Linked DNA regions of Mus musculus: all the other regions are linked to region 2. A link is a contact called in public HiChIP or PLAC-seq and promoter capture Hi-C data. All regions are on one chromosome and are shown on one strand. Each heading gives the region's core, a stretch centred on a gene start, on an enhancer-like site or on the middle of the called end of the contact. The rest is flanking DNA. Distances are from core to core; before and after follow the strand shown.

What was found. Promoter capture Hi-C pulls out the DNA fragments that hold promoters and counts their contacts. HiChIP or PLAC-seq counts read pairs in DNA pulled down with a chosen protein or histone mark.
Region 1: a contact with region 2 is called in a promoter capture Hi-C map of embryonic stem cells, with 12 times the contacts expected there. The contact joins the promoter of Hmx2 here to the promoter of Lhpp in region 2. A contact is called at or near these places in 18 of 39 promoter capture datasets (the 3T3-L1 cell line, the C10 cell line, the HPC-7 cell line and 10 more), 11 of 484 Hi-C or Micro-C datasets (cranial neural crest, differentiating embryonic stem cells and embryonic stem cells), 9 of 115 datasets of contacts at active chromatin or transcription factors (astrocytes, embryonic hindbrain, embryonic stem cells and 3 more) and 3 of 9 other capture datasets (adipose tissue, embryonic stem cells and liver).
Region 3: a contact with region 2 is called in a FOXA1 HiChIP or PLAC-seq map of pancreatic cancer cells. The contact joins the promoter of Plekha1 here to the promoter of Lhpp in region 2. A contact is called at or near these places in 2 of 39 promoter capture datasets (hippocampal neurons and pre-B cells) and 2 of 115 datasets of contacts at active chromatin or transcription factors (large pre-B cells and pancreatic cancer cells).
Region 4: a contact with region 2 is called in a promoter capture Hi-C map of liver, with 4 times the contacts expected there. The contact joins the promoter of Btbd16 here to the promoter of Lhpp in region 2. A contact is called at or near these places in 3 of 39 promoter capture datasets (embryonic stem cells, liver and pre-B cells).

The regions. Positions count from the first base shown.
Region 1 is chr7:131,552,198-131,559,007 of GRCm38.p6, forward strand. Hmx2 (H6 homeobox 2) reads left to right here and starts at 2,096. Exons shown (of 2, transcript NM_145998.4): 1 at 2,096-2,377; 2 at 3,230-5,817. The coding sequence starts at 2,110. The coding sequence ends at 3,783.
Region 2 is chr7:132,608,213-132,615,272 of GRCm38.p6, forward strand. It overlaps Lhpp (phospholysine phosphohistidine inorganic pyrophosphate phosphatase), which reads left to right and starts at 2,431. Exons shown (of 7, transcript NM_029609.1): 1 at 2,431-2,618. The coding sequence starts at 2,494.
Region 3 is chr7:130,860,811-130,867,685 of GRCm38.p6, forward strand. It overlaps Plekha1 (pleckstrin homology domain containing, family A (phosphoinositide binding specific) member 1), which reads left to right and starts at 4,914. Exons shown (of 13, transcript NM_001346515.1): 1 at 4,914-5,173. It overlaps Gm5602 (a long non-coding RNA gene), which reads right to left. Exons shown (of 4, transcript XR_869992.3): 2 at 5,337-5,903; 3 at 2,158-2,235; 4 at 1,638-2,053.
Region 4 is chr7:130,772,203-130,779,081 of GRCm38.p6, forward strand. Btbd16 (BTB (POZ) domain containing 16) reads left to right here and starts at 1,867. Exons shown (of 16, transcript NM_001081038.2): 1 at 1,867-2,168; 2 at 4,885-4,991. The coding sequence starts at 4,926.

The DNA.
Region 1 (6,810 bases), core at 846-3,345, 1.1 Mb before region 2:
TGTGGTATTGATTTGGCTCTAGCTTCGACGACACGGCCCAGATAACTGTGCTTTTGAAAAGCCAAGGGTTAGTTCATGAGTTTGAACATTTCTTTCTGGAATCTCCTCCTCTACCTCCGCGGGAGCGCGCTGGACCTGCTGTGATGAGGCTTCGGAGCTTGTGCCAGGGCCGCGCAGAGCAGGACGCACAAATTGTATTTCAGCGCCGGGTCCTTCCGGGTTAATGAGCTGACACCATGATTAAAGCTGACCATTTGTAATGTGTCTCGACCCCGCCGCAGAGCCCTGAAGAGGTTAATGCGGTGACGGAGGCCGGCACCTGCCCCTCGCCAGCCTCCCGGGCCTGGGCGCGCAGCCTCCTGGCCCTCCGCTCCCTCCCCTGCCCCGTCCCGGCTGCGCCACCGACCCCTAATCAATTAGCCCATTAACGAGCCCTTTGAGGAGTTAAGTAGGGAGAGTTCTGCCACGGGCAGGGCCGCAGTCGGTAACTCAGTGAGGCTAATGATATTATAAGCGCTTTACTCAATAACCCGGGAGCGGTGCAGGCGAGGAACTGCACCGTCACGGTGCAGGCTGGACATTTGTGGGGACCGACTCTACAGTCTCTCTTCACTCTTGGATCTTCTGGCATGTGTCTAAGGAAGGGAACAGGGTTTCTGGGACCTTAAGGGTGCAGCCAGGTTTGGCTGGAAGCTTTGGGTCTCGTTCCTTTCCATAAAGCTTGTGTAGATAACTGTCGCCTCAAATCCCTTTGCTTGCTTTGTTGAGATGACTCTAGATCAGGTAACAGGTGCTCTAGGGATTAAACAAGCAAGAGTCAGGGCTTAGGGAGAGGCCACAAGAAGGAAGGAGAGAGTCAGGTTTTATAAAGCTGTACCTTGACCTCTGAAAGGAAAGCAACACTTCAAATAATTTTAGGATGGGGAAAACGAGGCGTGGAAAGTGTACATATCTTGCCCAAAGACACCCTACCTATATTTAACAGGATCCTGTCCAATTCTAAAAAGTCCCCATACCTACCTACTTCGTTTCCTTCCAGAAGCAGCGTAGCCATTTTGAGACCGCCAGTATTTACCAGCAAAATAAAGTAAATGAGTTTAGCTGCAGTGTGGGAAGGCGAGCTGTGTGGTATTCGGTCAAGGATTAGGAAATAACTATTCTGCACTCTGAGAGTTTATAGGTTTCTAGCTGACACATCATCACAACCAGAGAATGGGGGCAGGCGACACTAAGAAGTTTGCCAGGGGGCAGGGATGCTTCTACTGGGACCAGACTTGTTCAAGTTCACACAGTGCAAATGGCGTTTGCTGGAATGTGAGCCGGAACCTCGGGACATTTGGGGGCTACTCTGTTTCCAAAATCCTCTGCCCCCTTTAGTCAGCGGGGTCTTCAGGTCCAGAGCTGTAGAATTTCTTTGCTCCTGTGTCTCCCAGCGGAGAGCCACATACTGTCAATCCCCAACGCAGCGGGAGAAGACTCGTAGAGCGCTGTTAGTTCCCAAGAGGCTAGAAGGGGTTGAGGACTGGGGAGGGTGGCAGCAGCCTATGGTGTGCATCTTGGATGTGAGAGAGCCCCACCAGCTCGACCCCGGGCGCTGTTCTCGTTTCTGGAGAGGCAAGGCAAAGACCAGGAACACAGGCTGCAATCTAAGCTGCCTTCAGCCCCAGATGTTACGGGCTGGACAGAGCTGATGCGAGTGCGCGTCTAGGCTTGCTCCCGGAGCTTCCCGGTGCTGCGTGCTCGGCCCCAGCTTTTTAAAAAATTCCGGGGCCGCTCCGCGGCGCTGCGATTGGCCGCGGCCGGGTAACCTCTATGCAAATGAGGCCGCGCAGCCTCCGCGTCGCTGGAGACCGGTGGAGTTGTCAAACGAGGAAGGGACATTGGCACCGGGGCTGGGCGGGCTCACCCAGAGCCGGGCCGGCAGGGACCCGCGCACAGCGGTCCGGTGCCTGCGCGTCCTGGAGCAGAAGGGACGCCTCGCCAGCCTCGTAGCCCCCTCCCCTTGCTTTCCCTCCCGCCCCTCCCCCCGCCCGCCTGCCCGCACCACCTTCCACCCAGCCCCGCTCTAAAGGGAGTTCTTGGTTTCCTCCGATTTCTTATGAACCCAGGATGGGCAGCAAGGAAGATGTGGGGAAGGGATGTCCGGCGGCCGGTGGCGTCTCCAGCTTCACCATCCAGTCCATCCTGGGCGGGGGCCCCTCCGAGGCACCGCGGGAGCCCGCCGGGTGGCCAGCCAGGAAACGCAGCCTGTCTGTGTCCTCGGAGGAGGAGGAGCCGGAGGAAGGTTGGAAGGCTCCGGCTTGCTTCTGCCCAGATCCGCACGGCCCCAAGGAGCCAAGCCCTAAGCACCATACCCCCATCCCTTTCCCTTGCCTGGGTAAGGATCGCAGGTCGGGAGTCTGGCCCGAGTGAGCGTGAGCCGATGCGGTGTGTGATTGTCGGAGACGCGGAGCAGGGCATCCCCGGGTCACAGCCGGGCCGCTAGTGGTCCAGGCTAAGGGGAGGGGACTACGCACCCATGGTGCATTCTCGAAAAGGCCGGAAGGGCCGGCGCTGGGGAGAAGTAGAGGAATATTGGGGCGGTAAGGGGAAGACTGGGTAAGGGGAAGGAGGGTGAACCAGAGTGGGCCAGGAACTCTGCGGGCGGTACACAATGCTGGCCAAAATGGTTTCGCACGCCGGGTACTTTCTGTCCTGACTTAGTTCTGCAGGTCTGGTTTGGGTGTTCTGTCAGTCCTGCAGGCTCTATGTCTTTTCCCTCCTCTCGGCCTCTTCTCGAAGTGATTAGTACTCTAAAATGATTGACAGTGCTGAGTTTCAGAGAGGTAAAAGCTAACGGAGGACAGCCAAGGAGTTATGAATAAAATTAGCCCGACTCTCAAAGAAAACGGCCTGTAAAATGATGCTACCTTGTAGAGCTCAGTCCTCAAAGGCAAAAATCACCTTTAAAAAATGGTGTTAATGTCCCCATTCCAGACCCGGTACCACGTTTACTTTTATAAGAGTGGAAGGAGACCCTCCAGCTCGGATTATATGGAACCCTCTTCTGCTGCTTTGAAAGGCCGAGGCTCTGGACTTTGGGCGCTAGCAGGACGCAGTAGAAAAGGAAAGGGTTAGCAATAGGGGAATCAAGGATGCAGGCATCAGTCAACCTCCTTGTCCCCGGCAGAGCTGAGAGTCTTTAAGGCTCATCAACTCCATGGTCATTCTGTTTGTGCTCACTCTTCAGGTACCCCCAAGGGCAGCGGAGGCGCAGGGCCTGCGGCCTCGGAGCGCACGCCATTCCTTTCTCCTTCTCACCCGGACTTTAAGGAAGAGAAGGAGAGGCTTTTGCCGGCGGGCTCGCCTTCTCCGGGCCCGGAGCGGCCACGGGACGGCGGTGCGGAGCGCCAAACCGGAGCGGCCAAGAAGAAGACGCGCACCGTCTTCTCCCGCAGCCAAGTGTACCAGCTCGAGTCTACCTTCGACATGAAACGCTACCTGAGCAGCTCGGAGCGCGCTTGCCTCGCCTCCAGCCTGCAGCTCACCGAGACCCAGGTTAAGACTTGGTTCCAGAATCGCCGCAACAAGTGGAAGCGGCAGCTCTCAGCCGAGCTTGAGGCAGCCAACATGGCACACGCGTCGGCGCAGACTCTCGTGGGCATGCCGCTCGTGTTTCGGGACAGTTCGCTGCTGCGAGTGCCGGTGCCGCGCTCTCTGGCCTTCCCGGCTCCGCTTTATTACCCGAGCAGCAATCTCTCGGCCTTACCGCTCTACAACCTGTACAACAAGCTTGACTACTGACATGCTCGCCCGCCGGCTCCCGGGACGCCCCTGGTCGCCTGCAGCTGCCTGCATAGCCCGGCGCGGTCGGGATCCTTCGCAGAGCTCCGGAGCAGAGCGGCGCGTGTCCAGAAATATTAAGAAATACACCATGTGTATTCGTTATGTCTTATTTATGGCCTCTTTCCTACCTTTTGTTTTGTTTTGTTTTATTTTGTTTTGTTTTGTTTTGAGTATTTATCTGCATTCCTCACGCCAGAGCACCTGCTTTCTACACAAAACCAAACAACTCGCGTTTGAAACTATTTTGGAAGGGGAGGCTCTCGGGTGGTGGTGGGAAGTGGGGTTTTGATTAGGTCGGTTTTGACCAGTAGCAAGAAAAAAAAAAAAACATCAGAAAAACCACCAACAGAACCAGGCAGTCTTTCTCCCATATATACACCTGTATATAGAAAATGTGGTAGGACACAAGCTCAGCCGAGCCGAACCAACTAGGGCTTTGGTCGTTGAACTAATCACTTCTCTTTATTCCCTTCATCTTGAGGATGGGTAGGGGCAAAACGAGGAGAGTACAGATCTGTAAATATTTTTAAAGAGAAAAAAATAAAACGTTTTAAACATGGTTGCTAACTTTGGAGGGATGGATTGTCCCAGGAGACAGCGGCAGAGGAGTTTCTGGATTTTTTTTTTTTTTTTTGCCAGAGCATGCAGGATTCTGTCTCCTCCCTCAGCCCCCAAGGTTCTGCTCTCACCACGTGTGGGTGGGGCTGGGCTCAGAGGTTAAAGGTCGGGATATTGGGGCTGCCCAGGCAGCACGTGACTGGGGCTGCTTACAGGAACAGCACAGTTCCCACGACCCAGGTGTGCGGGTTGGGGTGCACTCGAGATGGAATCCAGATCCACAGCCCCGCGCAGCGAAAGACAAAGCCAGGAGCCTGGCTGCTGACCCGGTCGCCTCTGGGAATGAGCCAAGCAAGGAGGTGAACATCTCCCCGATACTGGGCTGTTTTGGGCTAGACGAAAGCTGGGCACGCCGCGAAAGGCCGGAGCTCTTGGCGTTCTTGGCGTCCTCCTGCGCGGAGTAAAACGTGGGGTGAGAGAAAGCGTCCGCTTGGGTTCCAGAGCCACAGGCGACTGGCTTGCAGCCCTCGCAGGGGTCTCCCGCTGGTGACACAGTTGCGAGAGTTCTGCGCAGAGCGGGAAGTGATGCCTAAGGGTCAGATTTCGTTGGAGGGATTCGTGGAGCAGATGACACGGGCGCTTCCCTAGTTTCTTTTTGTAGTTGTTAAATTTGCCCGTGAATGACAAAAAGGTCGGATCACTGGCTAACTTGCAGCAGCTGTTTCTGAATTGAGCACTGAGGATTGCAGTGCCCGGCTGCCTGCCTCCATGCAGGGTTAGGGAGGCTCTGCACCCGGAGAACTGCTTCGTCAGGATCATGCAAATCACAGCACTGTATTTTCTCTACGTTTTCATAGCATCCACCTGTTCCTTGTTAAATGTCAGAAATGGGCCTGGAGCTTGGAGGAGGCCTCAGGTAGAGTTATTAGGTCCAGCCCGCCTCCCCTCAGTGGTTGATCAGGGTGCAAAGAGCTAGGAGTCTGCAGCGCCAAGGCCCTATCTATTTCTTTCTTCAGAAGAAAACCTGGTGCCTGAGGGACCGGTCTCTTTGAGCCAAGGGGGCATCGAAATGACTTGCATTTTGTAGAAATTCACAGAATGTAAACGTTTACATGGCCCATATCATTCCGTGAAATATGCCTGGCAGAAGAGATTTGCTCTGATATTGCCTATTTTTTTCTTAACACATTATATTTTATAAAACCTGCAACTCCTCCTAGGTGACATTAGATGGATGCTACACAAGAATGCACCGGGCAATACTAGGTTGGTTTGCTTACATTTGTTTTATTTTAGCTGTGTTCACCTCAATAAGTATTTGTTGAGGTCTCAACATGTGCTAAGAACCTACACTAAATTTGGGGTGGTCCAAAGGAGAACACAAAGAGGCCTATCAGTTCTCTTCTTACTTATTAAATATGTGTTTTCAATTGCTCATTGGATATGTGTATTTTTCTGTCACCGTAGTTTTCACTCCAGATAACCTCTCTACATTCTTTCCCTGACAGCATTCTTTGAGTGTTCCACCCAGAAACAACCACATTACTTCAGAGGACTGTCTTGTAAAAAAACATACTCCGTTCGGATGCTTTTGATCTGCCTTTCAGCAGATTACAATTCGGTGATGGATTTAACAGTATTGGGTCATCATATTTGCTTCAGGATGGCTTTCTCCATAGGTAGTGACCTCCTCCTCCTGTCACTGTCGGCATTAACGACTTGAGTTTGCCCATAATATTTTAGGGAATGCCATTTCCCGCAGTTGTCATGTGGTATATATCTGACTCTCTTTACTCACCCAGACATTAGCTGTGGCAGGCGACTCACCACTGCAACAGGTAACTGAATATCACACACACACACACACACACACACACACACACATACTTACTTTACATTTGTGTTGTAAAATGGTCAAGACTCTGCTTGTGGCCAGATTTCCTATCTCAAGTCTAGCAATTCATTTGAATAATCAGCAAAATAGTCCATCTCTTTTCAGGCTCTAAACTTGATTTACAAGATTGACGTTTCTTAAAACTCAAATAGAGTTGGGCTGCAAGTGTGCGGCCAGAGGGGCCTGAATCATACACACATGGGATAATGAAATATGCTTAGATTTTATTAGCAGGTAATTTATGCTCAGAATCTGGAAACAGTAATAGAATTAAATAAACAACTGGGAAAGAGAACCAAATAAGTCAAGAGGTAAAATTATTTGGCTAAACTTAGAATGCAAAACAACTCAATGCATTAAAAAAAATTGAACTTGGCCATTGATTTGTTGAAAGAGAAGAGAGAGAAAGAACCACATACTAGAACTATTTGGAGAGGGAAGACAACCAGAATATTTTAGCCATAATAACCATCATCAGGACAAAAGACTGGTGTGTGTGTGTGTGTGTGTGTGTGTGTGTTATTGTCAGGAAT
Region 2 (7,060 bases), core at 1,181-3,680:
CACAAATGTACTCATCACTGGCATAGGTACCTACCCTTTATCCACCAGGGCATAAAGTCTAAAGTCAGACATTCTTTCAAGTTCCACTTCAGACTGCCTGTCTGCGTATGAGCCACCGAGGCCACCCACAGCCCAGTGTCCCTCCTCTTGGCTGTATCTCTGTCACTCATTGTCACTTGGCATACATTAGCTCAACTGTGTTATATGTTGTCTTATCCTCAGACCATCTTGAGAGCTGAAGGCAAAGATCACATCTTGGGCCAATTTGTACCACACGCGCCCACTGCAAGGGGCAGAGACTTCTGCCAAATTCTTCAGTCTGACCCAGCTCCAACCTAGAAGTCTGGAAAGACCCAGATTCCCATGAAGATTAAACTGGGTGCTGTCCAGTTAGATGCTGAAGGTGAAGTGGCAGACACAGGAAGGCAGTGTTGAAATAATTTGTTTCTTGTGCTTCATTGGAGGCAGAGGCTGTTCTAATGGGATACTAGCATCTTACCAACAGGCAGTGGAAGAGAACTGCCAAAGGAGCAGAGCATCTCTAATGGGAGGTCCAGAAACCTTGGCAATAAAAAATTTTCACTTCCCCAGGAAGCATGCTGGGCTTCCCAGAAGGAGCCATTGACAATGGGCCTTTAGCCAATGATGGCTGTGACTTAGGGAGGTAAAGTCTGGAGCTGAGTCAGCTCCTGGGATACCCAGCTGGAGGAGATAACAAGGCCAGAACTGAGCTGGTTGACAAAATTCCTCAAGGTTTCAGCAATTATAATGAAACTAACTTAGCAACCAATCAAAATTGTACTAATGTCACTGTTTTGCCCCTACCAATCATATTGGAGATTACCTAATCTTTCTGGAAAATTCCCTTAGACCTGCATAAAAGGGGTCTGCAAACCATTTTGACGAACGGTTGGCCCCTGCATGCTGGTAATTTCCGCAGAATAAACCTTCTGCCTTTGCATTACTATTTGAGTCTGGGGTTTTCCTTCAGTGATTATTGGATTTATAGACACATAACTCCTGGTTATGCAGGACTCCAGCCTGATTCTCCAGCCTTCACTTCCTAACCCCCAAATCTGTAAGCTCTTTCTTGCCCGATGTAAGCAAACTTTCTCAAGTTAGAGCAGCTTCTTCAGTCTCTCTGTATAATATTGATCTCTAGCACAGTAAACCCACTCAGGGTAGACATTATACCTTTTATTTCTCTTGCGAGCAGCTCCTCTGGTAAGCTCATCAAAAGAATAATGCACACTTTGTTGAAATGCGTTAAAGTTCTAACATTCTGGGTGCTGGAGAGGTGGCTCAGTGGTTAAGAGCACTGGATGGTCTTTCAGATGGACCAGAGTTCAGTCCCAGCACCCACATCATTAATCATCAGGGTCTATATATAATTCTTGTTTCAGGGATCAACACCCTCTTCTGGCCTCCCGAGACACATAAAATTTGGTGTTTTTTTCTACTCATATTACCATGCTCTTTATTTTTGCAAGGCTGTTGTCTGCATATAACTTTTGAATTTGTGTTTTTCATATAATGTTAGAACAGAAGAGTTTTCCAAGGTAGTTAGCGGGAGTCTCTCTCTCTCTCTCCTTCTCCCTTTCTGTCCCTCTCCCCCCTGTCTTCCCCCTCCCTCCCCCTTCTCTCTCCAATCCCCTTCCCCTCTTTTTGTTTTGTTTTGTTTTTTTGTTTTTTTTGAGACAGGATTTCTCTGTGTAGTCCATGCTGTCCTGGAACTCGCAACAGGCTGACCTCAAACTCTGAGAGCTTCAGCTGCTTCTGCCACCTCCCCTGGCTGATCTTTCTTTCAGCACATTTCTTTCAGCATCTCTGATATGCAACCTGTATCCTCTACATTAATTTTCTTCAGCTTGTCTTGGCATTATCATTTATTTACACCGCAGTCATTCTGTTTGCACACGTTCCTTTAGTGTGTTTCCAAGGAATTGGATGGTGCCATCTAACCGCCTGCAAGATCTCTCCCTCTCTCTTCCATTTTTGAGACAGAACCTCACTACTGAGGCTAGGATGTCTCCAACACTTAAAATTTCATTTATTTAATTAGTATACGTGTGTGTGCATGCACTCGTGGGGAGATCTGGGGACAATGTCAGGAATAGGTTTTCTCCTGCTATTGTATGGGTCCTGGGAATAGAATTAAAGTTAAGTTTTGTGCCAAACACCTTTACCCCCTTGTGGCATCTTGGCTTCACACTCTCAGCCCTGCTGGGGATTACAGGTGAGAGCCATCCCTCCTGGACTGTTTCACTTTTCATTTCAAGTTGTCATGTCCTGACTCTTAGGGGTTTGAACTCCTTCCGCAGGATGCGTTCACTGCTTTTCCTGATAGTCAAGCGTCAGGCTGGTCCACGTGGTTCCCAGTTTGCTCCCGGCCCGCCCGCCGCGGATTACATTTCCCAGGCAACCCCGCGCGGGAGGCGTGGCTGCGGGATAAAAGCAGCGGCGACGCCGAGTTCGGATTTATAGCTGGACACGATGGCCGCATGGGCTGAGCGGCTGACGGGCGTGCGGGGAGTGCTGCTTGACATCTCCGGGGTGCTATGTGATAGCAGCGCAAGCGGTGCAACCGCTATCGCAGGCTCTGTGGAGGCAGTGGCGAGGTTAGTGAGCTCAATGCAGGGGGTTCCCGGCTGTGTCAACTACCGGGGGCGGGGCGTTCGCGCTAGCTCCGCCTTCTCGAGTGCTAGCTCCACCCCTCAGGCTGGCTAGGAACCTTGTCGGGGGAAGGTTGGGTTGGTCCTAGGCATTTATGGGTTGAAGCTGTGTTTTGGAAGCAGTTGGTTAACTTGCAAGTAAAATACAGATTCAAAAAGTGTAGACTATCTCATTAATATTGCAACCTGTTAGGCCGGGGAGATGGCTCCATGGGTAAAGACACTCATTGCCAGTTGTGTGTGACACCTGAGTTCAATTCTTGGGACCCACATGGTAGAATAAGAACGGTGGCTACCGTAAGTTGCCTCTCTCTGCCCTCCATGCATGTCCTCCATCTTAAAAGTAAATAAATGGAAAAGTTACTTTAAAATATTTCTTGATGTTGCTTACACGTTTAAGTGACTATTTTTAATATACTAGGCTAAGTAAACTATTCAAATGATCCACCTGTTTCTCTTAGAAAACTTTAAATCATATACATGGCTAGCCATCTAATTCTCTTGTATTGGTTTTGATTTGAGGAGGACAAGGGGTCTGGCTCATTACACCTTGCCAATGCAGAATGCTGTCAGAGACCACAATTGGCATTAAACCTGGGCTATTTGTCTTTGGTCCGCAGATAGCTTTGTGTAATGTGGATGAGCAGTTGGAGGCTGCTCATTGTTTAGCATTATTCTCTCAATATCACTCTCTGGGGTACCCTGACCTAACTAGCACTATTTACTTATTTGCAGTTAAGTAAGTCCTTTGATCCCGAGAGGCCCTCCCCTACTTATCTGTTTGTGTGTGTGTGTGTGTGCGTGTGTGTGCGTGCGCGCGCGCGTATGGTTGTGGAGAGAGAGAACACTTGAGCAAGAGGGGTGGCACTGATGGTGTAACAAGGACACAGACTATGTTTTGTAGCACAGTGAAAGGGACTGGTATGGGACAGCTAGTCCTAGGAAACACCTAGACCTTCTGGGTGGGTGAAAGTCCAGTTTACATGTCTTTCTGGCTTCTACATTGTCTCCACTAACTCCAGAACTTAAGGCTGGCTTTGTTTCACTGAGCCTTGGATATGAGCAGTTAATTCTGTGGAGGCCCCTCTTAGAGTGTAGCGGGACAGACACTGGACGATGTAAGCAGCCAGGACGTTATGAGGATCTCATTGGAAGGAAGGTAGACCATAGTTTGTGCTCAAATGAATAAACTGAGTCACTCACCATAGATGAGTATACGTGAAGATAGTGCCAAAGCATATAAGCCCCGGGATAGTGCCACCTGTAGGAAGTGACTTCCCACTTTAATTAACAGCTGAAGAGAGTCCACCCACAGACAGGCCCAGATGCTTGTCTTCTGGATGATGCTAGCTCTCATCGAGCTGCCAATTGAGATTACCGGTGTCATACATGTGTATCTACACACACGCACACACACACACACACACACACACATATGAACATGGATACATGTACAAATATGTATAATGAAAATGAGGTTTCTTTTGGCATCTTGCCAAGAAAGCTTTCACATCTATGGCCCAGAATATATAAATCAAAAAAGTCAGCCATTGAGTGAGAATGTGGACAGAAGACAGAAGACTCACCAGGAAAGAGACACTGGTGACCCCCTCAGCGCAGGAAAGATGCTCCACCCGTTGCATTAGAAATGCAAATTCAAACTATACCAATAGGTTCTTTTTTTTTTTTTTTTTTTTTTTGATAAAACTGGGAACAAGTTCACTTTTTTTCTTTCTTTTTTTTTTTTTTTTTTTTTGAGACTTCGTAGAACCAAGTGCTGCTACCTTATGTGAGAAGACAAAATTGGCACTGCAGTAGTGGGTACAATTCTGGGTATTTGTTCTGACTTGTTTACTAGAAATAACTGAGCCGGACAGTGGTGGCGGACACCTTTAATCCTAGCACACAAGAGGCAGAGGCAGGAGGATCTCTGTGAGTTCAAGTCCAGCCTGGTTTACAAAATGAGTTCTAAGACAGCCAAAGCTACACAAAGAAACCCTGTCTGAAAGAGAGAGAGAGAGAGAGAGAGAGAGAGAGAGAGAGAGAGATTGAGAAAAGAGAAGTAATTGAAATAAAAGTTGTGTCTTTTGAAACCATAAAGGACCAAGAACAATCACTCTCCATAATCAGGGAAGAGTCGCTGTCCCTCTCTCCAGAGTGAGCACCATACAGTGTGAGCGAGGACAGCAATCACGTGTGTCCTGTTTGCAGTAGAAAAGGCAGGAATGCACATGTTCCTGTTGCTGTGTTTGCATAAACCCCGGAGAGACACTTGCTACTATTTTGGAGTCTTAGTGAAGAGATGGGGTTGGAGCATAAAGAAGTGGGTTGGGAAGAATGGAGGAAAGCCCCTTCATTGTCCAGCTTTATATATCAACATTTTTAAAGCTTTTGAACCATTCCGAATCAGAGTTATAACATGTGGCTTTCCTCAGCTGCACGCTGAGAATGGTTTTACGAGGGGCATAAAGCAGGGGGATGGCGGGGGAGGGCAGGGCAGGGAGAGAAAATGGAGAAATAAAAATAAAAATTCTTAACAACCATCTAAGATGTAACTTGAGAGCCCTCCTGATGGTTACAGTGGATGCTAAGACAGTGGGGTGGTGCCTGGTGAGATGCTTATCCTTATGCTTGGGTGTGTCTCACTGCTCGGGACTCTTCAGCAAACCTGTGCATCTGGGCATGTCTTAGTTCCCTCTGAGTGCCTCTCTTTCTCTCTTCAGCCTTGTGCTTAAGTCGAAATTAAAATATCTTCAACAGAACTTCCAATTCTGCTTCATAAACTGACCAGTCCTGAAAAATCTGATGAGAGTTGAAGCCACCACTCCTGGTTTGGCCTGAAATGAGGTCTCTGAAAGTCCAGTGGAGTTAGTTCCTCTGGCTGCTGAGGGTAGCTCTGTGGAGCTATATCTTTGTCCCCTTCGTTGCCAGCAGTGGCAGGGTCATTACTTTCCAGCCCCATGAAAAATAATGCAAAGGTGCTATGAAGATGCAGAGCCTCAGTCCCTGTCTCCATTTTTTGTTTTTGTTTTTCTCCTGTCAGGAGCACAGATGTTGGCAGGGACTGACAAGAGGTGATGCCCCTTGTCTGAGCCTTTGATTTCTAGACAGTAGTGTGGCTCTGGATAGTACACCTCCCAGTCAGGCAGTGTCCAAGGATCTCCCAGGGGCTGGCCTTTGAGGGTGAGTGTTCTCTACCCACAGGCATTTCATCAGTGATTTCTTTTATAGCTCTCTGATGTCCAAGGTGGGTGCTATTATCTCCCTTGTTTGGTTGATTGTTTTGTTTTGTTTTGTTGGAGACAGGGTTTCTCTATGTAGCCCAGGCTGGCCTTGAACTCAGAGATCTGCCTGCCTCTGCCTCCTGAGCACTGGGATTAAAGATGTGTACCACCACTGTCAGGCCTGTTGCTATCTTTCTTAATTAGCAGGCCTACTGGAGACTCAGAGTGAGGTACCTAAGCTAGGATAGCAAAGAAAACCCTGAAGCCCCACTCTGCCAGCCCCAGAGCAGGCCCTTAGCTGTCATCCTAGATCTATGCCTGGACTTATGGGGGGCAAAGGACTGGCAAGGCTTCCCTCTAAATCAGTGGTCTCAACCTTCCTACTGTTACAACCCCTTACTATAATTCCTCATGCTGTGGTGACCCCCAACCGTAAAATTATTTTCGATGCTACTTCATATCTGTAATTTTTGCTACTGTTAAATATTTTTGGAGATAGAGGTTGGCCACAGGGGCTCTGACCCACAGGTTGAGAACCACTGCCCTAAATGGTTGCCTCTGAACTGACACTCCTAGCTTGTCACAGTGCTGCCCAAGAAAAGGATGCAAAGAGTTGTGGTGTTAGGAAGGTCCCTGTGAGCTCTGGGCTTGTGCCTGGTCCTCGGAAAGCTTTTCTAAGATGTGCCTGACTACTATAGAGGTGGCATTTGCTGCTCTTGCAAAGGACCAGGGTCTCCCAACACCCACGCATGGGCTGCACAGTAAAACAACCATACACATAAAATAAATACATCTTAAAGAAATTTAAAAAGATCTGTTTTGACCCCTGCAGGCTTGCATAGCAGGGGTATCTCTCTCTGGTGTGGTGACACTGAAATGTAGCAGCCTGTGACAACAATCCTAAAATACACTGAAGGCAGCTGTGGAGCAGGCCGAGGGGAAAGCCCTCTTTATTGGAGCCTGTGAGATTATGCCCGTTGAGGGGGCAAGGAACCCAGAGGCCCTGACATTGACATCTCTGAGCTCCCCGCTTCCTTTGGTATTGGGTCAAGTCCCTAAATCTCTACCTGGTCTGCTGGAGCATCTCAAGGGACCTTTGGTCTCTCTTGACTGACAATCCTTTCCTTGCCTCATTTCTTCTGTGGCTTTGGCTGAGAATGCTTC
Region 3 (6,875 bases), core at 3,664-6,163, 1.7 Mb before region 2:
TGCGGGTACACCTGCTCTTGGCTCTGGCCCAGGCATGGCGTGCCATCTCAGACCCTCGAAAGGCCCAGTGAGGAGGCAGGGAGGCTGTGATTCAAACAAGCCCCAGTGGGGCTGGGTGAATAACGCTGAATGGAATTCACGCTAGAACTTCTGGTTCTCACAGCTGCGGATGGGGGGAGATCACCAGGGGAATTCAGAGGTATTGTTCAGCACTGACTGCGGCTTCCATTGTCGGACTCTGATTGCAGCTTTTGTTTCACCGTAAAGTACAGTTATTAAATGCCAGCTGGGAACAAAGATGTGTTTACATGCCAGGGGGTCGGTGAAGGGATGCCAGATTTAGAATTGCCTTAGCTGTAGGCTGGGGGTGGGCCCATTGTCAGGAGAGGGGACAACCTAGGAGCCTTTAAATTTAAAATGTTCCTCAGGGAGTCACGGGCTGATAACCATGAAACTATTCCAGGCAAGCCTGAGTCTTCTCTTTGTTAGCTTAGGTATGTGTTTATTTTTGTGGACCCCAAAAGACAAACCAAACCAGAATCTTCACATTAGACACATCTGGAATCCTTCGACTTCCCCCAGCACCCGATCTACCTGGCCCTGATCCCAAGCCATACTAAACTCCCCAAAGCCCAAGCTGTCAGTACCATGCCAGTCTCCTTGATACGTGTAGTCTGTAGCAGCCCAAGAAACTGGGATAAACCACTTAACAGCTCATAGTGATGGGGCCAGTCTGCGGGCCAGACTTTTTACAAGTGTTATTAAATTTAAGACTCCCTAGGAAACCATAAAGCCCTATCAAACCCCACCCCACCCCCATTTGCAAAGAAACAATGTTAACATCCAGAGAAGTCAGGTAATGGGCTGAGATCACCCAGCTAGTCAGATGGACTGTAGAACCCAAATTCCTTGAGGTCCTATCCTGGGGTGGGACAAGGCAGTCATGGGATCGTTGTGAAAACCGACGTTTTCATGTTCTCGTTATTAGGGAGCAGATCACAGGTCACACAGGACACACAGGACACAACCCTCTGGGACACTTGAGGCTTTAGCTTTTGTTGCTGAGTGCTAATAATCTCTTCTGGCGAATGGGAAGATGGATGGGGAGAGCTAGCAACCGTTGACTGCAGCTGGAGCTTGGCTGAAGCAGACAGGTGAGTGGCAGTGATCTGAGAAGGATTTCCCACCAGCCGAAGACCTTACGCTTGTGATGCCAGGATGGAATCTTTCCCAGTTTCCTCTGAAAAGAGCCTTCACCTTCAAGAATGCTCCTTACCTCAATATAACAAGGAGCAACTTAGCCATACCCTTATGGTAATCTTGAGCTCAGAAAACCTTGCTTTTCAAGTCTGGATGACAAACTGGAGCAAGAGGCCACATGCTTGGGTGACACAGAGCAGTCTAAGGGCCTCGGTTTTAGGGCTTGTCTGCATCCCAGATCTGCTGTGTGTGCTCAGAGGGTTGACTAGGATATAAGCAGGTGTCTCATGTGCTTAGAAGCTCCTAAAGCCCAGAGATCATAGAGTGATCTTTTGGCACATTAATGGCACTAGGTGATTTTATGTCAATCACATTTATCCAGGTGTTAGAGTTGATCTCTCTCTCTCTCTCTCTCTCTCTCTCTCTCTCTCTCTCTCTCTCAGCCTGGGATTCTGGCTGGTTGCTGAACCACTTGGAAATCTTACTTTTCTTGCACCTGCCCAGGCACCAATCCCTCCAGAACAACAGTCTTTTACATTCATTCCTGGAGCAGGATTGTGCTGAGCAAGCCATAGTTCCTGAAGGAGACTTCAGCCACCTCATTTGTAGTCTGGCAAGTCCCTTAACCCAACCAGCCCTGGGTAATTACCAGGAACCATTCTTCCTATCACAAGCTGGTTGCCAGGAGTGTGGGTGTGGCAGAGGGCCATGAACCAGCTTCTCCAATGCAGCTACAGAGGCAAAGCTCTGATTCTCTCTTGGCTCTAGTTCACGTTTACACCAAACAGTAGAAAAGAGCTGGCTTTGTTGTTGTTGTTGTTGTTGTTGTTGTTGTTGTTGTTTTGTTTTAACTCTGAAGGGAAAACAAGACAGCACTGGGTTCAGAAAGAGTTCTGTTCACGTTTAATCCTTGTTTCACCTTGGTTCTGACTGACGTCTGGCTAGACAGGGATTTACCTCAGGAACTGTTCCTGCGGTTTGTCTTTTGAGTCTGACTGAGCAAGGAAGGAGGCCTGTGATGTTCAGCAGACATTTCTATTCAAGAGAGAGAATAGGTGTGAATTAAACATTAGATTAAACATTGTCAGGGTCGGTCTTCTATTCTAGCGGGACAGAAGGAAAATAAGACCAATCAGATATGTGGGTGATGTTCTGCTCAGATTTGTGTAAATAATATGTGAGTGCTGCAAAGGAGAAAAAGTAAGGCACAAAGGTTCAGGGTGTTCCTGGGGAAGGGAAGTCAGAGACCGTATCAAAGAGGAAAATGACAGTTGGGAGGTGGAGGCAGGCAGATGTCTGTGAGTTCGAGAGCAGCAAAGTCTACAGAGTGAGTTCTGCTACACAGAGAAACCCTGTCTCAAAAACTAAAAACAAAAGTAAAAATGAGAGGGGGGCGGGGAGGAAAATGACACCCAGTAGCACCAGATGCGTTTGGACTAGTCTCCTGGCTTGTGTACCCCGGTCTGCTTGGCTCTATCAGAGGGGCTGGTATCTTGCTGTTAAGTGTGTAGAAAGAAACCAAGGAGTATTTAGAATAAAACACCCAAGTACTTCATCCGTGTGAAGTATGGTGATGACGGGGCAGCGATGCTTCAAAGGTACTTTGAAGTTTACAAAGCCTTCGGTCCAGACTGGCTCTGGGAAGTATTCTAGCGTGCCTCTGCTCTTTCACTCCGTCCTCTTTCATTTGGTTTGCTGTCAGACTTAATCTCAGCATAGGAATATCTCACATGCTTACACTTTTTTCTTAAGTAACAGCGAAAGTACTTATGTTATATAATGAACTGAAGAAAGGGGGGTAGGGCAGAGGAAGAGCAGAGAGCCTTTTATCTTCTATACCTACCCTTCTTTCAGCCTCTGAACTTAAAGGCACATCAGGAATTCTCAAGTTTTGGCTGGACCCCAACCTCAAAGTAGCCCGGAGAATACTTCGGCTGTGTGTCATTGGGCAAATTGAATCCCTTCTCTGGTTTCTGTCACTGTGCATACATTTAACTCTCAGTGCCAAATAAGCTTTAGGATTCATTATGTGATTGCACACTGCTTAGTCAAATGGTAACGACAATCAGGAGAATGGCTCTCTCGTCCAACGCAGAGGGGGTTGATAGAGAGGCTCACGGCTTCAGGGTTAGGGATTTCCCATCACGAAAAGACACTGAACTTGAATTTGACTTTTAGATTGTGTTGGTTGAACTTAATTGCTAACTTGATGTGGGGGGTGGGTGAGGGGAGGGGGAAGAGAGGGAGAGGGAGAGGGAGGAAAGAACTCAGGGCATGTCTGTGAGGGAATTTCCAGAGTTTACCTGAGGAGATAAGACCCGTCCTGAATACGGGCCAGATGCGCTCTGACTGACCCTCATTCTTCTGTTACCGTACCTACCCTACCAGGATGAACCATGCAGACCCTCAACCTGTGAGCCAGAATAAGCCCATCCTAACTTAATTGCTTTTCTCTGTTACAGATTTGCAAACAGCCAATTCGTTATGTACATTCTAATCACTCCCAATGGAATCTCCTAGGGCTCCAAGGGCTGAAAAGCCAGGAATTTCTTTCAGATCTTCAAGCCAAGGAAAGTTAGCTCAAAAAACCTGAGAAAATCAGGTGACATTTGGATTTTTATGTGAAAACTTTTTTTAAAACTTCATCTATACATTCAGTTAAATCAGCAAAAGCCCAGTGCATGGGCCAAATGAAAGGGCTGCGCTGGCAACTCTATGGACTCTTTCAACCAGTCTGTAGATAAGGAAAGGAGTCTTCTTGCTCCCACCTGAAGAAGAGCCAGATGGCCCTCAGCAAGGCTGTGTAGCTGAGATTTCTAAGAAGGTAAGGTGCTGATCGTCTTCGATGTTGGAGATTTGAGGTGGAGAGTCAGCACGGGCAGTTTGCCAGTTCTACCCCTCCAGTCTCTCATCTAGCATAGCCTAGTTGTCCCACGTACACGACAGAGGAACCTTGTCATGAGAAAGGTTGATAAAACACTCTCAAGTGAGAGGGCATGATCCCCAGCTGTGCAGGATACAAACCCCCAAACGTTTATTGAGAGCCTCAGTGTGTGTCACTCACTGGGAAAAGTGGGGTATGTAATTCTCTCCCAGTTCTTTTGCATGTTTAAATATCTCACCTTCTTCAGGTTTCAGCTGAAATATCTCTTCCTTAGAGAATGCTGCTGGACAGGACATCCTCTCTGAAGCCTGCCTCCCTATCTCTATCTCTGAAGCTCATTCTTTTCTTCCACTTATTAAAATGTATAAGGATTGTATTTTGTAAAGGGCTAGCTCCCCTTATGAAACACAGGCTCCACGAGGGCAGGGACTTCATACACTGAGGTTGCTCAACAAATAGGCTGAATATTTTAAAATATCTCCTTGAAAGAGTTTTGAGCAATCCTTTTAAATTTCCTTGGCCTCTTGCATTAATACCACTATTTTAAGGATGAGGTGAAATTGCATTTTGAGAAAGAAATGGTTAGGAGCAAAAAACTGGTGCACAACCAGTGAATTTTATGTTTCTTGTACCCACTATGGGACAGCTTGCAAATTATCTGCAAAGGAACCAAACCTATTTTTAAAGATCCCTGTGCCTCGCAGCTCTAGGTGATGACATCAGAGAACCTCTAGTTCCACGTCCTAAGCCGAGCCTCGTGGTCCTCAAAAACTGCAAGCCCCAGGATGCAGCGCGGCATGGGGAACCCAGCGCCCCGCGCGCGGCCGCGAGCCACCACCCTGGAACTAGGAAGACGCCCGATTCCTTTGCCCGCCACGCCGCCGGGCGTGCGCGGAGCCTGTCGGGACTTGTAGTGTTCGCGGTAGGGAGTGCCCGCTCCGGAATCTCAGTCGCTGTCTGGTCTGGTAGAGGCAGCGCGTGCACGCGTGCGCAGTGCGCGGGCGGGCCGTCGTGGGCGCCGCTCCCGGCAGCTGGGTGCCTGAAGGAGCCGGGACCGCGGTGGCGCGGGTGCTCCGGGCGGAGGCCGCGGTAAAGTGGGGCATGAGGTGTGCAGCTCGGGTGTGCGTGTGTGGAAGGGGAAAGCGGGGCGAGGAAGGCAAGGCTGAGGCGGCCACCGGCTGCTGAGGGGGGCGCGGGGCCGCGCCTCCTCGCGCGTCCGCGGGCGCGCGCACCTGGGCGAGGCCGGACTCACCTGTGCGCGGGTTCCTCTGCGCCCGACGCCAGCCCTGCGGGTCCCCGCCAAGGCCCACAGCCCCTGGTGTCCTCGCTGCCGTCGCCGTGGCTCGGCCCCTGTCGGGGATCCCGGTGGCGACGCCTGTCGGAGCGGCGCGCCTCCAGGGCCGTGTCCGCCCCATCCGCGCCGCTCGCTCCCGCACAGCCCGGCTTCCCCGCGTGTGCGGACCGAGAGAGTGGCAGGGTTGGGAGTGCCCTGGCCAAGGTCAGGCGGGTGGGACCCGAGAGGCGCCTGAACTCTGGGTTCGGGACTTGGAAGAGGGCTGCCCTGCTCGGCTTCTGGTTCCTTTCGGATGCTTTCTATTGACCCTCCCGGGAGAGTGTCCGGGGAGAAAGTGGTGTCAGGTTGAAAGCGCCCTGCTGCTGTTCGCGGTGCTCCGCTTTTGGTAGAATCCTCGTTCTGCTCGACACCCAAGCTGAGGCTCCACCGAGGGCCGAGTAAATTCAGAAACTGATGTTGTCTGGGACCGAGTCCCGAGGACAGGTTTAAGGAACAGATACCAGGTAGTTTATGGCATTTCGTTTTCTAGTTCGCCTTCCCGTTCTTTCTAATACTTGCTTGGATGAGTTGGTCGTTATCTATCTTAATAAGATTTTCTGTACTCTTGTGAAGTCGTATTGCCCTTTGTAAATTAGTTTTCTAACCAGAAAAGCTTATTTCCTGTGTGTTTAATGACCGGAACAAATAGCCCACTCCAAGGTTTATACCATTGTCTTAAGACTGTAGAGTGATCTGCTCTCTAGCTTCCAGGCTTTTTACGTTGACGGCCACTGGACGAATCTGTAGCGAAGTTTAGAAGAGTGTTAAGTGACTCAGACGCTTTGGAAGTAAAATGAAAAACCATTTTTAGTTTACAGCTGGAGATGAACTATTATTTCAAAAATAGTAACACGAATTTTGAATACAGTGCGTCTTAGTTTATCTTACCAACAAACTTGTGGCAAACCATTTTCCCTCAAATTTAAATATTCCATATTCTGGACCAACTCTTCTACAGAAAGTTGATTTTCTTCTTTAAGAGCAGAGATAAACAAGAATAGTAAGTCAGCAGAAATCAAATTAATAGCTTATTTTATAGTGTTATAAACCCTACCCTGTGCCAAATGTCAGATTTCTATTGAAAAATAACACTGTTTCAGTGGACATACTGTGAATCTGTGCTTGTAAAGAGTCACTAGCTTGCCACACACAGCAGGGAAGTGATATACATGTTGCCTTCTGTCTCCCTTTATCTTGTTGGCTTCTGGTTTCACTGTTGCTGTTGGGGGGCGGGGAAAGCAGCAGGTTTGTATCTTTTTTTTTTTTGTCTTCTGTTTGGGTTTAGCAGTGTAGCAAAATAGGAAAGACTGTGCTGTGTACATCTGTTTGGCGGAGACTGAGACAGTGGGACAGGATAAGTATACAATTGTGAGGAAACGGCCATGAGTTCATAAGCAGGAAGGACCTTTTTAGAAGTATTTAAGGATGTTAAGAATAGCATTGGATTCTTTAAACAGT
Region 4 (6,879 bases), core at 617-3,116, 1.8 Mb before region 2:
TCCAGTCCCTTGGCTTCTCCTTTGGAACTCTGAGGGGCTGTGTCAACACAGAGGTATGAGACTGAGGTAGTCCTTCCCCACAGGGGAAGGGATGGGCAAATATGGCCATGGCCTTCTTTTTCTGTGCTTTAGAGTCCTCCTGTCTCAGCCTGTCTTCTGATATTACAGGCTGTTCCACACCAGATATCTGTGCTCTTCTGAGGCATAGTGGGCTACCGTATGATTCTTTTACTTGTTTGCTTGTTCGTTTTAATAGACTGGCCTCAAACTTCCTCTATAACCATGGGTGACCTTGAACTCCTGCCTCAACTTCCCAGTGTTGGGAGTGTAGGTCTGCAGCCCACAACCCGTTCCAAGAAGATTATTTTTCATTTCTTGTGAGATAATTCATCTATCTTTTTTTATGGCCTGGTTGGAGGTTCATTTACTGTTTTGACTGGGCTACACTTCCCTCTCCACAGTCTAGTTGTGTGTGTGTGTGTGTGTGTGTGTGTGTGTGTGTGTGTGTGTGTGTGTTCACTCACATGAACAGCCACCTCTCTGTCTTCATAAGCTGGCTCTATATGGGGAAGTCCTTTGCCAACCACACTCAGTACTCACTGTGGCCTCACAGCACATTTCTGGAAATGTATCTTTGCCTGAGCATGCACACACGGCCTCGCCATCAGAGGAGCTGCTCTGTTCCCTGTAGGAACTTGCTCACCTTCTCCCTCTGGGAGACTAAGCAGGTGCTGTCAGAAGCCAGTCCCTCAGGATCCAGAACACACCAGGTGGGGCAGAAAGCAGCCCCCTGAACATTGGCCTAAGGCTGGCATGGTGGCTCTGCCTCCCACCCTTCTGTTTCCCTCCCATAGGGGTGGGTGGACAACATCGCCAGCAAGTGGATGCCACCAGGTAGAACTTGCAGGGAAAGCAGCTAGACTTCCTGTGACATTGCTTGTGGCCAAGGCCACATGAAGTCCATGCTAACTCCAGCGATTCAAGAAAGTTTCCATTTCTGTGCATTTGACTTTGGCTTACAGCTCAGCTCTGGAGCGATCCATGGCGCAATCTAGCGGGGAGCTGAAGGCTTCTAAACCAAAGGCTTCAGAAAGGGATCAATACAATCAAGGTCAAATGTTGGGCTCAGGGGTGGTAAGGACTGTGGCTCCCTGGGACACTTTCCCAGTGTGGCCAATAGGAGGCGCTCAGGGGTTGTCTTTTAGCCAGTAGCCCCAGTAGTACCAGAAATAGTATCCAGAGGGCAGGTATGATATCAGGAGGGTCAGGTTCTTGTATTTCAAACACCTTAATTCAAATCCTGTGTTAAGCCTCTATTGGAGAGAAAGTTTACATAGGGGAAGTCTGAGGTAAAGGGAAGGGCAGAAGTAACAGGGCAGACCTGTACTTCAGAGCTTTCGCTGAGGCACCTCCTTCCACACACACTATCACGCCATCATCGTGGCACTGGGCTAGGAGGGAAGCGACAGACCAGACTCCAGGTTGGAGAGCAGACAGTGTGTATCTGGTGGTATGGGAAGTGCGGCAAAGGCTCTCCAAGTGTGTGTGTGTAGCTCGCTCCCCTGCAAAGGAACATAGCCCAGTTGCAGGTTTGCACTTTGAGACCCTAATGTCTGTCAGAGGGCTGGCTACACTACCCACCACTTTCTCCCACATCAAGAGACACAGTTATCAATAAGACACATTATCAATAAGGCACAGGAATGGGGGAGGGGATACACACACACAAAAAATATTAATGTAGAATTAATTAAGGCTAATTTTGGACATGGAATTCAAATTACTTTTGTTGCGAAAATATTTTGGCAGCCAGGCATGGTTATGCTAGTGACAAACTGTTTTCTGATAGCCCTGTCACCCCTCAGCAGAAAGCCTGAAGCCTCAAGCTGAGATAACACCAGAACCCGGAACAGGAAGTCCTTAGAATCTGACTGCTGTTGCCATGGTACCCACAACTACCCCCAGGAAGCCAAAGGCAGGCTCCCCCAGCAAAGCATCGCCGTAGGAGAAGGGGTGAGCCCCAGGTGTCATGAGAGCGTTCAAGATTCAGGCTCAGAAGGTGCCCAGCCTCCAACTCTCCCTTGGTTCCGAGACCAGTGCAACCAGCACCCCTCTGCTTCACTCTCAACCTCTGTGACCGTCCCCGTGGGCAGCAGGACTGCAGAACTGTAAGTGGGACTGGTACCTCATCCACAGCCGAGACCAAGGGGTCACCCAGTGATGGGAGCTGTTTGCACATAGCTCCACCAGGGCAAGGAGGCATTTCAGAGGTTCCTGGCTGGGAGCTGAAGGAGGGTCACAGACAGCTTCCTCACCAGAGGACCAAGGGAGCAACAACTAAAGCCCACAGAGGGCACAGCTCCCAGTGAGACAAAAATAAAAATACATTTCAGTGCTACTAAGATACTCCTGGGGTTCAAGGTCAGCCAGGAAGACTCTTGTGTAAAAGAAACAGGAGCTAGAGCCAGGCATGGTGGCGTAGGCCTTTAATCCCAGCACTCGGGAGGCAGAGGCAGGTGGATTTCTGAGTTCGAGGCCAGCCTGGTCTACAAAGTGAGTTCTTCTCTACATAGAGAAACCCTGTCTCAGAAAAAAAGGAAGAAAGGAAAGAAAGAAAGAAAGGAAAGAAAGAAAGAAAGAAAGGAAAGAAAGGAAAGAAAGAAAGAAAGGAAAGAAAGAAAGAAAGAAAGGAAAGAAAGGAAGGAAGGAAGGAAAGAAAGAAAGAAAGAAAGAAAGAAAGAAAGAAAGAAAGAAAGAAAGAAAGAAAGAAAGAAAGAAAGAAAGAAAGAAAGAAAGAAAGAAAAGAAAGAAAGAGGAGCTAGGCAGCCACCTCTGAACTGAAATGACCTTTTTTTCTATGGAGGGCCCTGGCAGGAACATTTCTTCATATGCTGACCAGCTCTGTATGAAGTCTGCCTGGAACCCACTCCTCTCTCCTTAGAAGCTTCTGGGCCACGATGAAGATGCAGAGCTCATATGTGGAAAGTTGGCCAAGGGTTTTAGCTGGAGAGGTGCAGGGTCCCTCTGACTTCTGTGTGAAAAACAGGTCAGAGAAGCAGCTATGATTCCAGCCATGAACAAAAGTATGTGTGTGTGGAGGGGGCAGTGTGTGTGTGTGTGTGTGTGTGTGTGTGTGTGTGTGTGTGTGTGGTGTGTGCTATGTGCTGTGTGGTGTGGTGTGTGTGTGCTATGTGCTGTGTGTGTGTGTGTGAGATGTGCAGTGTGGTGTGTGGTATGTGTGTGTATGTGTGCTGTGTAGTGGTGTGTATGTGTTTTGTGTGCTGTGTAGTGTGGTCGTGTGTGTGTGTGTATGTGTGTGTTGTGTAGTGTGGTGTAGTGTGTATGTGTGTGTGTGTGTGTGTATGTATGTATTTAGTGTGGTGTATTATGTGTATGTGTGTGTGTTTGTGTATTTAGTGTGGTATGTAGTGTGTATGTGTGTGTGTGTTTGTGTATTTAGTGTGGTGTATAGTGTGTATGTGTGTGTCTGTGTGTCTGTGTATTTAGTGTGGTGTGTGTGTATGTATGTTTATGTATTTAGTGTGGTGTGATGTGTGTGTGTGGTATGTGCTGTGTAGTGTGGTATGTAGTGTGTGTGTTTGTGTATTTAGTGTGGTGTGATGTGTGTGTGTGGTGTGTGCTGTATAGTGTGGTATGTAGTGTGTGTTTGTGTATTTAGTGTGGTGTGGTGTGTAGTGTGTGTGTGTGTGTGTGTTTGTGTATTTAGTGTGGTGTGGTGTGTAGTGTGTGTGTGTGTGTTTGTGTATTTAGTGTGGTATGGTGTGTAGTGTGGTGTGTAGTGTATGTGTGTGTGTGTTTGTGTATTTAGTGTGGTGTGTAGTGTAGTATGGTGTGTAGTGTGTGTGTGTGTTTGTGTATTTAGTGTGGTGTGGTGTGTAGTGTGGTGTGTATTGTGTATGTGTGTGCATGTTTGTGTATTTAGTGTGGTGTGTAGTGTGGTGTGTGGTGTGTGTGTGTTTGTGTATTTAGTGTGGTGTGTAGTGTTTGTGTTTTTGTGTGTGTGTGTGTGTGTGTGTGTGTGTGTGTGTGTGTGTATAGTGTGATGTGGTGTGTAGTGTAGTGGGGGTGACTGTGCTTGAGCAAAACCTCCTGGAGATGGAGTGCAGGGAACTGATTCATCCTCATGACATCCTCTGACAGAAACAGCCCTTGGTGCTTGTACCTCAGTCCCTGTATTGGGTCCTGGTTTTCCTGGTGTCCTCACCCATCAGCATCTCTCAGTCAGTCCTACCGTCCTCTTCCTATTAACTGTTTTTGGCATACCATTAATCAGATTGGTTTCTGTCGCTTATAACCAAGTCATCCTAACTGCATTCAGATCCAGCAGGAAAATGGATGCCCCGCCAGCCCTCTCTCCTGGCCTTTAAGCCACAGTAATCATAATCCCACTGGACACTACATCCCTGTCCAGCCCTGGCTAACTGATAAAGCCACCCATACAGTCTCCTGATCCAAATAAAGAATACATGCTCACCCTACTTGAGGACATACATTGATCTTCATCCTCTCGATAATGTGAGAAGGCATATCTTCTTGCTCCTCTACCTAAGCTACTCTTCCAAAATCATGGCATAGATTGATCTATCTGTCTGTCCATCCATCCATCCATCCATCCATCCATCCATCCATCCATCCATCCATCCCAGGCTAGAGCTCTTGTGTAGTATGAGACACTACATCCAAGTACAGAACAAACAAATACTTAGCCATCCTCTGGCTTTGACACGTGACCCACATTTGAGGCTTTCTCATGATTCCTTTTATGGTAAACTACGAACTCTTTAGGTCAGCCTCCTCTACAGTATTCTGATGGGATGCTTTAGAGACATACGAAAGTGTCATCTTCAGCTCTTTGTCTTCCAGGTGCTCATCACTGTCCTGCTGTGTCATCTCCACTGTCATTCATGAAAATGTTGAATTCAGTAAGTGGATCCTTTCGCAAGAAGGCCGGTGACAGCAGGTCTAGAGAGGTAGTTATACATGCAAAAACCACAGTTCTCAACTCAAGCTGGGGAAGGGATGGTTTATTCTGGAGCCAAATATAAGTGATCGTGCCTCAGGAATGCACATTTAGGTTACTCTGAGTTCCATTCTCTAACATGGTAGAGAATGCCTCCGTAGCATTGTATACTAACAGATCACTATCGGATGTGTCGGTGGGAAATCTCTGCTACAGATGGGATGTTAACTGATGACATTTTGAGTTTTTAGGCTGTTAATATATTGGGAAATCGTTTCACCTGATAGTCACAAGGGTGTGTCAGACACAGAGGCAGGCAAGGAACGGCCTGTGAGAATACTGAAGCTAACCCAAGATAATTTTGCTCGAGACCTGCAACATTCCATAGTCACTGAAATCCTAATCACTTGATCAGCCTCATAGACGTGTCTTTCTATGGAAGCTTTCATTCCTATGGCTCAGTCAATAAAGTGCTTTGCCATTCGAGACTGAGGGCTTGAGTTTAATCTCCCAGCATCCATAGAAAACTTGAGTGTGGGTGGAGCACCTCAGTGTTGGGGGTGGAAAAAAAAACCTAGAGAATCCTGGGGCTTTCTATACAGCTATTTTTGCTGAATTGATGAGCTCTGTGTTCAGTGAGAGCCCTAATTCAAAAAATGAAAGGGTGATAAAGATATCCAATGTCAACCTCTGAACACACACACACACACACACACACACACACACACACTGGTCATGGGAAGGCAAACAGCACACGGTTACAGTGGGGTTCCCATGTTTTCATAATGGCCAGGGCATGTACCATTGAGTGCCCCATGCTTGACTGGCTGTCTACTGGGAAGAGTGAGTCTAGGCAGCACTGTTCAGAAACCAGAGAGCAGCCCCACGGCTGAGCTGACCCTTGCTCATGCCTCAAGACCACAACTAAACTCAGTCCACAGCTTACAGTCACCTAGCTAGGCAGCAGGCTAAGACAAACTTCCTAAACGGTTTGATTTTATCCTCTTAATAACTCTAAAAAAAACAGAGCGGTATCATCACAACCATCATCTTTGTCAGCATTATTGTTACTGCCACCTCTACCGTTACCAGTATCACAGCATCATCACCGTCTCTGTCATCTCCATCACTACCATCACTATTAACACACCACCTTAACCGTCATCACCAACATCATCACCAGCATCCCTTCCACTGGCACACCTGACATCAGCACCATCACCATCATCATCATCACAGCTATCACCATACCAGCACATGGACCCCAACCACTATCGCCATCCTCTTTGCAATTATCACCACAGTCATTATCTTCATCTTTGTCACCATTCCCATTGATGCTGATTCCCATTTTGCATGATATCTGAGGGGCTCAGAAGGTTAAGTGACTACCCCAAAATTGTCAGTCAGTAAGTGACAACAATAGGGATTGAACTCAGATCCCATCTCTCCACCTGGATGGCTTAGGACTTATGACTTCCATTCACATGGATCCCTTGTGGTGAGTGTTTCTCGTTAGATGTCCGAGTCACCAGTCGGAAGGTTGGATTCCTATCGCTCTTTTCCCTTAAGGAAGCCATATGAATAGTACCACCAGAATGATTCATAACAGCTAGAGGCAGAAGCAACTCAGAGGTCATCAACTGATAAAAGATAAACAAATGGTGGTATAGTCACACAATGTGCTATAACATTCAGCCTTGAAAAGGAGGAATGTGCTGATACATACATGGATGAACCATGGAAGGAAGCCAACTAAAAGGAGCCAGACACACAGAGTCAGACATTGTGACATTCTACGTTTACGATAACCAGAGTGAGCAGAGGTTTTCGAGTCAGAAAGCAGCTTGGTGGTCACCTGCAGTGGGGGGAAAGAGATGGATGGGGTGGCTGGTGGA